Regions from separate parts of the Bicyclus anynana genome. Here region 1 is linked to region 2. Evidence: chromatin contacts called from public Hi-C data. All regions are on one chromosome and are shown on one strand. Each heading gives the region's core, a stretch centred on a gene start, on an enhancer-like site or on the middle of the called end of the contact. The rest is flanking DNA. Distances are from core to core; before and after follow the strand shown.

Region 1 (5,741 bases), core at 1,236-3,735, 47 kb before region 2:
TACAAATATAGTAAAAACGCGATTCATATGTAGGGCGGAAAAAAATACTTTACAATATAGGTTTTCTCATACCTGATATACAACAAAAATCACAAGATTTCGGAGGTGTGCTACCACAACTTGACATTTTGAAAGATTAGTGATTACTTACTACCTGACTCGGCAAACGATGTTCTGCCATAAAATTTCATTTATATAAAATACTATAATCGTAATTTACAAATAGGAGGGTGGGGTAAGGGGTGAAAAATAGTTTAAGACCTAACCTACCGAATTTAAACAAAGAATATGTAAAAATCGGTCAAGTCGTTTCAGAGTTTTGTTACAAACCCGAGATTTTCCTTTATTTAATAGTAAACAAAGAAGATTATCTGTATTTTAACTGTGTAATTAAATAATAATATAAATTTGGTCAAAAACAAAAAAAAATAACTGGTTTAGACCATACCACACCATTCTACGATTAGGTATGAAGGTATCAGATTATGAATTTCATAAATAGGAATATTTAGAAACTTTGTAGGTATAATATTTGTATAATCAGCCAATAAAACGTTATGACTTTTAACTACCCGTATACTTTCAAGTAAACTCAATTTACTTAAAAGTGTTTTTTTTTTCATTACAAAGTAGATAGATGAAGTCATTTTTGAAAAAAAATGTTTGATTAAAAAATATTTGTTCTATTAAATATCTTACATAATAATAAAATAATATTGAGAAAAATATAAACATAAAATAAAAATAAACCAAATCAACAAAAGTGACGTGCATGTAGGCGCTGCCTTACACTTCGAGCGCCATCTATTTTCGAGTAGCAGAACCAGTTACTTCTAAACAAACCTCTGTCTAATCAAGGTACATTTTAAATACCATAACATTTTATTGGTAAAGAATTCGTATATTTAAATTTTCTAAAGTATTAAGCATATCTATTTAGTGTTTAAAATTAGCAAAAAATATTACTATTTCATAAAGGTCCAATTATTGTAGGCATTGAATATAAAAAAAATCGAGTAAATTAACTGATCGAACTAAGTTTTTATAATTAAAGAAATTAGTTTATTGATTTAATAACATTTGAAGTACTGCTCTACAAATTATTTTATTCTTCATAATATTTAGTTACTGCATTCGTGGATGATACATTACAATATTTTAAAGTTAAGTTTATTTTTATTTTTAAAATACATATCATCATGCATTTTAACAATAGTAAAGTTCGATTACGTATTGACATGTCTTCGCCGAGGGCAATGAATCGCATTACGAAAGTGAAAACAGAAATTTCACTTTCGTGCTTACGAAATGCACCTTTCTCCGCTTTCACCGCGCGCGATTGTGTTCGAAGCGGCAAGCGCGAGCGAGGCCGGTGTCGCAACGAGCGGAGCGGAGCGGGCAGCGGGCGCCGGCCGTCGACCCGCTTAGCGTGCGCTCACCCGCGCTTGCATAACCGACCTCCCACACTGCGCTCACTGCTCACTGCGAGCGGCGCCGAGCGAGCGAGCGCTCCGCGAAATAGATCTGCCGCGACTCGCGAGCGACACTATATAGTGCGGCGGCGCTCGTGTCAGCGCGACTTGTGCGATTGGAATACGTTCCTATGATAATGCCGGGATTCTATTCAAATATGAATTTACTCTGACATATATATTAAGTAACATATTTATCAAAATTATATTAATGTACCATAAAATAAGGTCACAAAATAATGGAACAAATAATAGTATATTAATTCAGACTCAATTAAATCAACTGGATTTTTATGTCACAAGCATTTATGAGTATTATATTTTAAGAATTTACTGTAATAAACATTGTGTATAAAATTATTATTTAATGCAAAATACATAACATTCTATTATTTGTTCCATTATGAAAAGTAAATATTCGGTAAACTCACCATCTCTGCTCATTCCGACGGCGATACATTTCTTCAATCGGCAATACTGGCACCGATTTCTGTTAATTCTCAAGATGGAGCACTGCTGGTTTTTGGTGCAGGGCCTGTACTGGATCTTCTGTTGTATGGAGCGGCGAAAGAAGCCCTGGGGATCACATCTACAGTTAGAGTCGCGCTCGGGGTCGGAGCTCTCGTCGCTGGAGCAGCCCGAGTCGCTGGACTCGCGGCGCGCCTCCAGCATGCTCACCAGCACCGCGTGCCGCTCGCGCAGCTCCGCGCACGCCATGCCCGCTACCATTCACTCACGCCACTCACTAGCTGCACAAGCTCACTCGACCGACTCGATGCGCGCACCGACACGGATGGAGGCCGACGGCGGACTGTGCGGGCGCTGCGGCGCTCGGCGCGAGCTACCCGCGCCCGTGCGACCTACTTGCCGGCCGCCGACCCAACCGAGAAAGTGAGAGTGCCCCGGCCCCCGCGCGCCGCCGCCCCGCGCGCTGCTAACGGTCCACGCCGCTCTAGAATGCGCCGCTGCCGCTGCACCGGTGCGCCGGATATAGGCCGGGCGCATCCCGGCGGCGTCGCGGCGCGAGGCCGTTCACCCCGGGTCGTCGGCCGCTCGGTTGCACAACAGCCCTACTCCCTTCCCTCCGCCCCGTGCGCGCCGCTCGCCCCGGGAGCTAGGACACGGGCAGCTCGGAGCGACGACCGCCCGGTGACGTCGGCCGCGTCACGGCCTACCTCAATGCGCGCGCGCTTCCCGCTAGGGGTGCATTGCTCTACTTTATTTGTTTGATATTAGAGCGTGCACCGTCGAACTAATAGATTCATTTATCCTTTCAAAGTAACTTATAAGAAAAACGCATCGCCGGATTTAAAATCATCTGTCAATCAACAGTAGATATCTATTATTGAGAATACTTGTTTTAGTTCCCAGTCAAATTTTGGGGTTCATATTTACGAACCTACCTAGCTGACAAGTGGTTTACGAGGTCATACGGAGTAGCGATACGAATCATCAGTACAGGCAGCGCGGAGGCTGGTGCGGTGTAGCGAGCCGCCACTCGGCCGCTGGCCCAATTTCGCGCCGCCATCGATCCATTGTGCGCTGTGCGAGTGGCCCATAATTGGTCGCAACGCGGGCACTGACCGGCCGCGCGGCCGTTGACCCCACAGCGCCACGAAAACAAAACCTTTTCTGAACACCCGTCGACTGCAGCTCGCGTATAGGCACGACTGCGAGATCCACATACGTAACGCATCGTATATTTTATCATATTATTAATATATAAACATCATTATGTACAGCGCCTATTACTACTTATTGTTACCGAACATTATTACAGTAACGATTTGTGCGATTTAGGTGACTTTTGAGCGTTCGACTTTGAGGACGTTGTGCTAGAAATGTATTTATTATGTTAGAATATTCATCTCGATATGTCAATGACCGCGGAACAATTAACACGGTGACATCGTTTTAAACGACTAGTTGCTTACTACATGTTTTGTACAAATAAAATGGCTCATTTAATAAACAACACGTTTTTAACATGATATTCTAAATATGCCTACGCGACTAGAAATAAGAAGTACTTTTATTTACTTACTAATATTTATTTATTTCTGTACAATGATAATTTTTTAGGATCAAATATTTAGTGAGAAGTATGTAGAAGGGAAATAGCAAATATAAGAGGCAATAGTGATGGTCGCTGTAGTCGATTGTAGGTCAACCTCGGCCTCGATCTAGAATTTTCGATTGCTAAGTTGCTAACGCGGGAAATGCTGCCCAAACTTTTTATTACAGAATGTTACATTGACTTTATTTTTTACCTTATACTGAAATGATAAAGATATTTCTTTTTAAGTTTGAAGCTTGTCGTCAAATGGGGTGCTAAGTTGTAGGTAGGGTGCTAGTAATTTTTTAGTTAAAGTTTTCAATTATTATTTTTAAATTCGTCACTAAAATAATAAGTTTTATAAATCAATGTTTTAACTAAATATTATAATAGATATTTTTTTAAGCTATCACAAAAACGGTATTTAACTACTAAGGTTTATTTACTAGTATTTTTAGTAATTTTTCAAGTATGATTGCAACCTACAATTAACACCGACTTTGTATATCAAAGTGAATCTTTTTTTTATTTCTATTGCAAATTGCTTGAGAGTACTTAATGGCATTAAATTAAATCTGTTCTAGTCTATTCTGTTTACCGATGAGATAAAGTGCGAGACGAACTCGCGGTTGTCACAGCGTTGAGACTAAACGGCTAACGGTGCCGCGGACAATGACTGCCGCAGCCGAAAGCTTCGCTGACGCATGGGCTTTCCGAGGAAGCGACCGATGACCGGCCGCGACTAACAGTCCACTACGCGGTACGTGCCCGCCTGTCCAGATGTTTACCTACAAGATAACACTATGAATCACGCCTATCACTCTTGTGACTCATTTCCTGTTCGCATAACGCACATCTATATTAGTCTGTGTAGCCATTGCCAAAAAATAACCAATTGTTTTTTCATCAAGACATACTGTGTAGTGCCAAGATTATTAATTGTTATACTTAGTATGATTAAAAAAAAACATTATTTATTTATTTCAATTATACTTAGTTTACAAGCACTTTTGAAACGTCAAGTCATGATTTAATTAATGGTAAAATTATTTAAAAATGTAAAGTCGAAAACTTAAAATTAAAGTTACGAGGGTTCCAAGCCCAGAACAAACTAAACTAACGTTTATACATATATTGGTTGAGTTTACTACCATTTTACAAACTGAGAACTAGAACTATGTACACTTTGAACTTTTTAAATGAAATGCCAGTATGAAACTTTAAAACTTTATATTACCACTAAAAAAGAAAGATAGAAGTTTCGAGTATAATTTAAACTAGGTACCTACTTCAGTTCTTAACTAAATATATTTTTTAAGTATAATTAATTAGTTAGAATTGTTATTGTTTTTGGTTGTACATGCTGGACTGGACTCATTTTATATATTATTTATTTTAACAAATCACGTAGCGGCTCTACTCTTTAAAACAGGTTTCTTTGAAGCAGGCTCTATTAAAATTGGCATTTTAGCTCGTATTAAACTATGCCGATAACCGTATTAGCTATCTACCTGGGGGAACGTTTAACAGAATGATATAGAATACATATCCCATGCTTTCCGAGTTTTCATATGAACCCTGAATATTAATAAAATTGTAATTCTAAACAATTAGTGAAAATAAATTATATCTCATTTAATAACTTCCTACAAAAGAACAAAAGAACAAAAGGCAAACCCCCTAAACTATTATGTGTCCAATTGAATACTGTTTCAAGTTGCTTCCAATTTCCTACTAAAAACAATAAAAGTCTTTGTTTATAATAAACAATTTCGGGGAGCAGTTTAATATTAAAGTTTCAAAGCCGTACACAAATTTATCTGTAACAAGAAAACACACCGTGGGATGTTCTTATTAAAAAATGAACGCGGCGAGATCAACGAACTTTTAAGCTGACAGTTCAAAAATAATGTGGGTTACGTTCACGTCGCGTACATACATTCGTTGACCGTAAAAGTTCTTACGGCAAGGAGAGGCTGGAGCGCGGGGTCAACGACCGCCCGCCCTGCACTGCGGATCGGTGCCGAAAAAATAACCGACCCACTGCGAGAAGTATGTCGGTCAGCGTGCGAACAAAGAACGCGCGATGATTTACGCGGATCACGCTTTTTGTTATAATAAATATTGAAACAATGCACGGATTTACTCGTGTCTAGAGTCTAGTCTTTATCGTGATAAATTGATATTAGTAAAACCCCGCCTTGGGTTTAATG
Region 2 (5,481 bases), core at 2,236-4,735:
AATAATAAAAGTTAAAACTAGAAAAATTAAATTTGGTATGGGTATGTGTATTAATTACGTGTTTATAGTAATTATGTTGATAAATCAAAACGTTAACTTAATATTTCCAATCAGAATTAATTCCCAATAACTCATAAACCCAATAAGAATATACTACAATACTCTTAGTATTATTTAAACTGGTAAGGTACCCAGCTTAAGTTAAGTTAGAAATACTAAGTAAAGTAAAGTAAGCGAAGGATCCAGTTAAAACAATGGTGATGGCAACCCTGCAAGCTACGGAAGGGCAACGCCCTTGCCAAGCAGGCATGTTATTAATTGTTGACTACATTACGTTTTTACTAGAAGTCTCCGTATGACAATAACTATGTAACGAAGTCGTGATATTTTACTACATAAAAGAATTATTACATAGATAGCGAGCATTGTAAATTATTACTACCAGCTGTTAGTAAATTTATACGAATAAATAAACACTAAACATAACTACCTACTCGTATTATGAATAAGGTGAATGACCGAAGTGTAGATACCTGCTAGATTATTTTATTGAATTGTTTTATATCAAGGACACTGTTTACGTCACAAGTGGGCTACTTAATAGGGGATATTGCGACAAAAAGTGATTCAGTTTTATTGTTCTTTGAATAAGCATGTAGGTCTTAATTTATCGTATAAAGATCTTATTAAAGTTCAAATGTAGAGACATAAATATCTATATAATGTACTATACTTACCTAAGTAAATGTACATTTTATGTAAACCGTATCTGGAATTTTACTATGCCCTAAGATTTTAAACCAGCTTTAAGGTAAAGGGAGATAACAGATACGAAAGTTTCATCATAGATATGTTTGTTTTGTTATGTAAGTAGGTAGGTATATAAGCGTTTTACTTGTTTACCAACAACAACTTATCTGCATTACTAAATTTGTTAGGTTATTACTAAGCCTTCTAGCGTCACATAATGGTTTGATGAATATTCAGCATAATATATTAGAAACAAGAAGTATTTTTTCTTATAGTTAAGCCATAATAGCCTGTTTTAGTGATACAGATTTAGCAACCTTAGCAGTAAAGCTTGAGGCTCAAGTTCTAGTTATTGTAATCAGATAATAGTGGTTAGAGGAACCTTTAACATGTATTTACTCGTAGGTTAATTACCCGTGGAACTTTTGATAATAATGGTTACCCACTTGTATATTACAACAAAGCAAGTATGTAATTAGATAGTTTTCTAAGCGATTGAGCAATATGATGGAAAGTCTGTGATGTCATGTGGAATTTGCATTCAGCGGGCAAAGCTTATGCGAAGTGTCACTTGCGGCGGCACTCGGCCGACAATACGACATGCACGGTCGTTCACCTTGCACCCCGATACTGTACAAGTGTACAGTTGTACAGTCCCTTGCCTTGTCTAGGTATGATTCAATTAATATTAATAAATAATAAACCTTAATATACTATAAATTCCGAGCGCTGAACGATGAATGCTGGTCTACTTATAATACTCATGATAGTTTTTATTACAACGTTACAGAAGTATTATAAAGTTAATATTAAAATGTATATAATTTCAAAAAAAATAAATCATAATTGCAAATACAAATAATAGAAAAATTTGGTCTGGTCTGTAATTAAACAGTCAGGACAACATTTTCAATCTTTATCATTATTTATCAGAATAGCCCGAAACGTAACTAAAAATATAACATTTTGATAAAAACACTGCTGACTGCCTATTTCGAACAGAATTTAAACTATATGCAGTTTCGGATCACGATAGCCTGGGTTCTTGGGGTCTAGGTAAGACAAGCTGACAAATATGTACTTAGTTTTTCCCACCTGCAAGAAATTCTTAGTAACAGCTTCGAGTTGGTAGTTGGCAGTGTTACACCTCTGTGTCTTAGGCGCCTTGAAGAGCACTTGGTCATTATATTAACCTAATAGTGATCATTATAGAATATTGTATAAATGTTTTACATTATCACGCTAATCAGCATTTGAACAGAGTTGCCTTAGATCGGAAATTTCGATCTAATCGGGACGTCTTTGTTTGACGTAGGTTTACTTTGTGGAAAAAATCAAATTACTTACGTATTCGTTAGGTAAGTAATTTGGTTCCAATTCCACAAAGTAACGTAACTTGATATAATAGATTCTTAGAATAATATATTAACTTTTTAAACGTTTTAAATCGGTTTTAGAAACTTTGCTTTGTCACAAAAATGCTCATCAATTCAGGACGTGTCGTCAGATCCTATCGCCAGGCCCGCAGGATTGTTCTAGACTAGACCTGTACAGTTACCTAACGGCATTAACCGTTTCCGCGTTCACGCATTCGCTCTGCATTATTATTACTTAGCACATCATTTGACAACATTTTTATATTAAAAAAAATAACTCTTTAGGGCATTTAAAACATTCGCCATCAAAATAAATGAAAATAATATTCGTTATTGAGACCTAATCGATGTATTTTGAATATGGAAATTGAACAGGAATGCGTGCGAGGACCGCAGACGTTTGTAGTGGCGACTGTGGGACGCGGGAATTATTTTCCGCGCCACAGTTAGCCGATATAGGGGAGTCGCGCACGCATCGGGCGGGCAACGACCGCGGGAACTTGTAACTACATCCATGCACTCATCGGCGAAACGGCCTAACTGACACCCAGTCGGTGTATACAGAGGCAAAACAACGTAACTTCATTTACAACGATTACGCTCATACGACGTTGTCGACGACACTACTGTTACCCAGCGCTTTGAACCCACAGCGTACTTCGCGATATCGATAACCCGTCATCACTATTAAAACTTAATGGGGACAATCTGATCTAGTAAGCATTAAACTATAGCATTTACAAGAAGTAAATATGACTAATGTAGGAAAAGAATACTAAAACGTTACCATTTAAAAAGTGAACGAGTTTTTTGTTTTGCTATTTCTCTACAGTCTAAATTGTAGTTTGTTTTAAAGTGTATGAATAAAAATTATTGTAATTGAAATCAATAAATAGCAAGTAAGTCATCAATTTAGTTAATTGATTAAGTTCTAATTTGGGCTGGGATCAATTTGTTACTTAGATTTATGGGCCGACAGTTGAATTAACGGCATTGAGTTTAATGAACTAGGTTAGTATGGTTACATCTTATTTTTGTTACAGTATTGTCATTCAATTCGTCATCTACTAACCGCGAGCAACCAAGAGCTATATGACAAAAGTTACAGAACAACAATTTCCCTGTCTATCGGAGCCGGGTCAGGCGCCCTTAAGCGGAAGGCGAAAGACACGTTCAGAGAAAGGTTTGTGGAATTTCTCCGCATTACGACATCGCGCGTCGCGGCGCACTGAAATTAGCGAACGGGACGATGGAAATGGAAAATCGCGAGGTGCAGCGGCGGGGTGGGGCGGCGGGGCGCGCGTGCACTGGCCTATATGCAGTGCGACGACACCCGGCCGGGAGCGATGCACTCCGAGTACATACATAGTCGCGTACTAGACGCACACTCAGTCACACACCTATTTTTTTTCCTCCGCAGTTGTGTAGGGCGACGTGGAGTCTCGCTTTACAATTTCTTGAAAGGAGCCCTCGTCGTGAAGGAGATTGAAACCGTCCTGTGTAATGCGCCTTCTCTTATGCTTAGGAAAATTTACACTCGAGATACAGTCGTGTTGTCATTATGATATAGGACGATAACACTTTCACGCAGGAATTTACGTTGCGTTGCCTCCATTGACGAGCTAGCGAGTGATATCAACGATTTACTCTGTACCTATAAACTCTAAAGCTTACGGAAATAAATCTAAAGCTTTTCAGTTACCTTAGTATTTATATTAAATGTTTACCTAAACAGAAACAAAAGGGCTGAACAGAAAAAGCTCTAACTCACTCTGGGCTAACAGTTTTTACTGAAAATTTCTAAGAAGAGAGAAAAGCTCAATATTTCGCAGCTCGACTCAGGACTCGAACCCATGAACATCGTGATCCGAATCCATATAAAATGGGCCTACAAGTGAATACATCGTAAAGGATAATTTTCTCAATAAAACCTCAACATTATAAATACCAGTAACATAATAAAACAAGAATACATTAAGTTAAAATTACAGTTTTGACTGTATTAAAGGTTTGTAAGAATTACGAGTAGGTAGAATTACAACGTGAAAGGTGAATGGTCGTTTCGCTTAATAAACAATATCAACAAAGATTTGCATATTATTAACACAGATTAATAAATCTTTTGGTTATACCTATTCCTTACAAATGAGTACCTTAAGTTTAAATACCAATTTAATGATAATTTCATTACTTTACAACATGATTTAATGTTTTTTTGAACATCTTTACTTTGGATCAAATATTAAATTTAAATATAAAATCATTACCCAAGTGAGTGAAAATTCCCACGTGGAATGGTGACAAGAATGCTGGTTTTGCTGGAGCGTTAGGTTTTTAAATTTAGTAACCGATTTGTGTTAATTTTTTAAATGTTTGAATACTTAATAATATGCTTGAGAACACTTGAAAAGTTGTCGAAGGCAAAGCAAGCAGTGCCAATTCATAGAAGTAGAAATACATTGCCTTTACTGAAAATTTTCCATTTTGTACAATTTATACTTGCAATGCTTACCGTAGTTAAAAACCTTGTACACGCCAAAGCAAAGCAAAAAAAGTGTGAAAAAAAGCAGTGAAAAAAAAATCTGTACTAATATTATAAAGAGGTAAAAGTTGTGTGTAGGGTGATTTCTGGATCAACTAATTTTGATAATTCTTATACAAATAGAAAGCCACATAGTCTGTGAGTGTCAGGCTATTTTATTCCCGTATTATGTGTGGGAACAGGAAGTACACGGGTGAAACCACAAGGCGTCAGCTAGTATTAAATACGAGTATGTAGGCTCGCTACACGTCGAGAGGATATGCAGGAAAGTGGAACGGATGTGCACGATGCAATATGCATGCGAGCGATGGAGCGCGGTGACCGTGCTGAGCTGCAGCGGCTGAGGTAACAGGTTCCGGTCTGAATGCGGCGAACAGTTGCCACGCGACCATTGAGCTTTTTTTTTATTATTCTCTTTTAAAGAGCTTAGTCACTGAAGTTACTATGTAGCTCTCGAAATGCTACTTAAGGTAAAAACATTCATGAACTAAAACTATCTTAAGACTAATTAATATTACCTACGTTTATCTAAATAATCTTTTACTATTTTTTACAATAATTCCATTGTTGCCACGCGACCGTTGAGCTTTTTATTCGCCATTAAACTTAGTGATTCATGAGAAAATTCTCGAAGTTTTAATATGAAATTGATTTTAGAATTTAAACTATCGTGACCGGTATTCATATTAATAGGATAGCCTAGTGGATATGACCACTTCGTCCGATTCCGGAGGGTGTGGGTTCGAATCCTGCATACCAGAGAATTTCCTTAATTCTCTGCGTGTGTGAAGTCTGCTAATTCACATTGGGAAA

The links. Hi-C and Micro-C count contacts between places; a contact is called where the count stands out from the background.
Region 1: a contact with region 2 is called in a Hi-C map of whole larva, with 3 times the contacts expected there. The contact joins two enhancer-like sites. A contact is called at or near these places in 2 of 2 Hi-C or Micro-C datasets (whole body and whole larva).

What each region holds. Positions count from the first base shown.
Region 1 is chr5:10,445,920-10,451,660 of ilBicAnyn1.1, reverse strand. It overlaps LOC112052885 (ecdysone-inducible protein E75), which reads right to left. Exons shown (of 5, transcript XM_024092127.2): 3 at 1,904-2,048. Among protein-coding and RNA genes, the nearest start is that of LOC128198086, 85 kb to the left of the region's middle. Within about 2 kb of position 2,485, at least 8 of the 8 cell types and tissues checked have open chromatin away from gene starts, as enhancers often do.
Region 2 is chr5:10,400,010-10,405,490 of ilBicAnyn1.1, reverse strand. All of the region lies in intron 1 of LOC112052885 (ecdysone-inducible protein E75), which reads right to left. Among protein-coding and RNA genes, the nearest start is that of LOC112052885, 80 kb to the right of the region's middle. Within about 2 kb of position 3,485, at least 7 of the 8 cell types and tissues checked have open chromatin away from gene starts, as enhancers often do.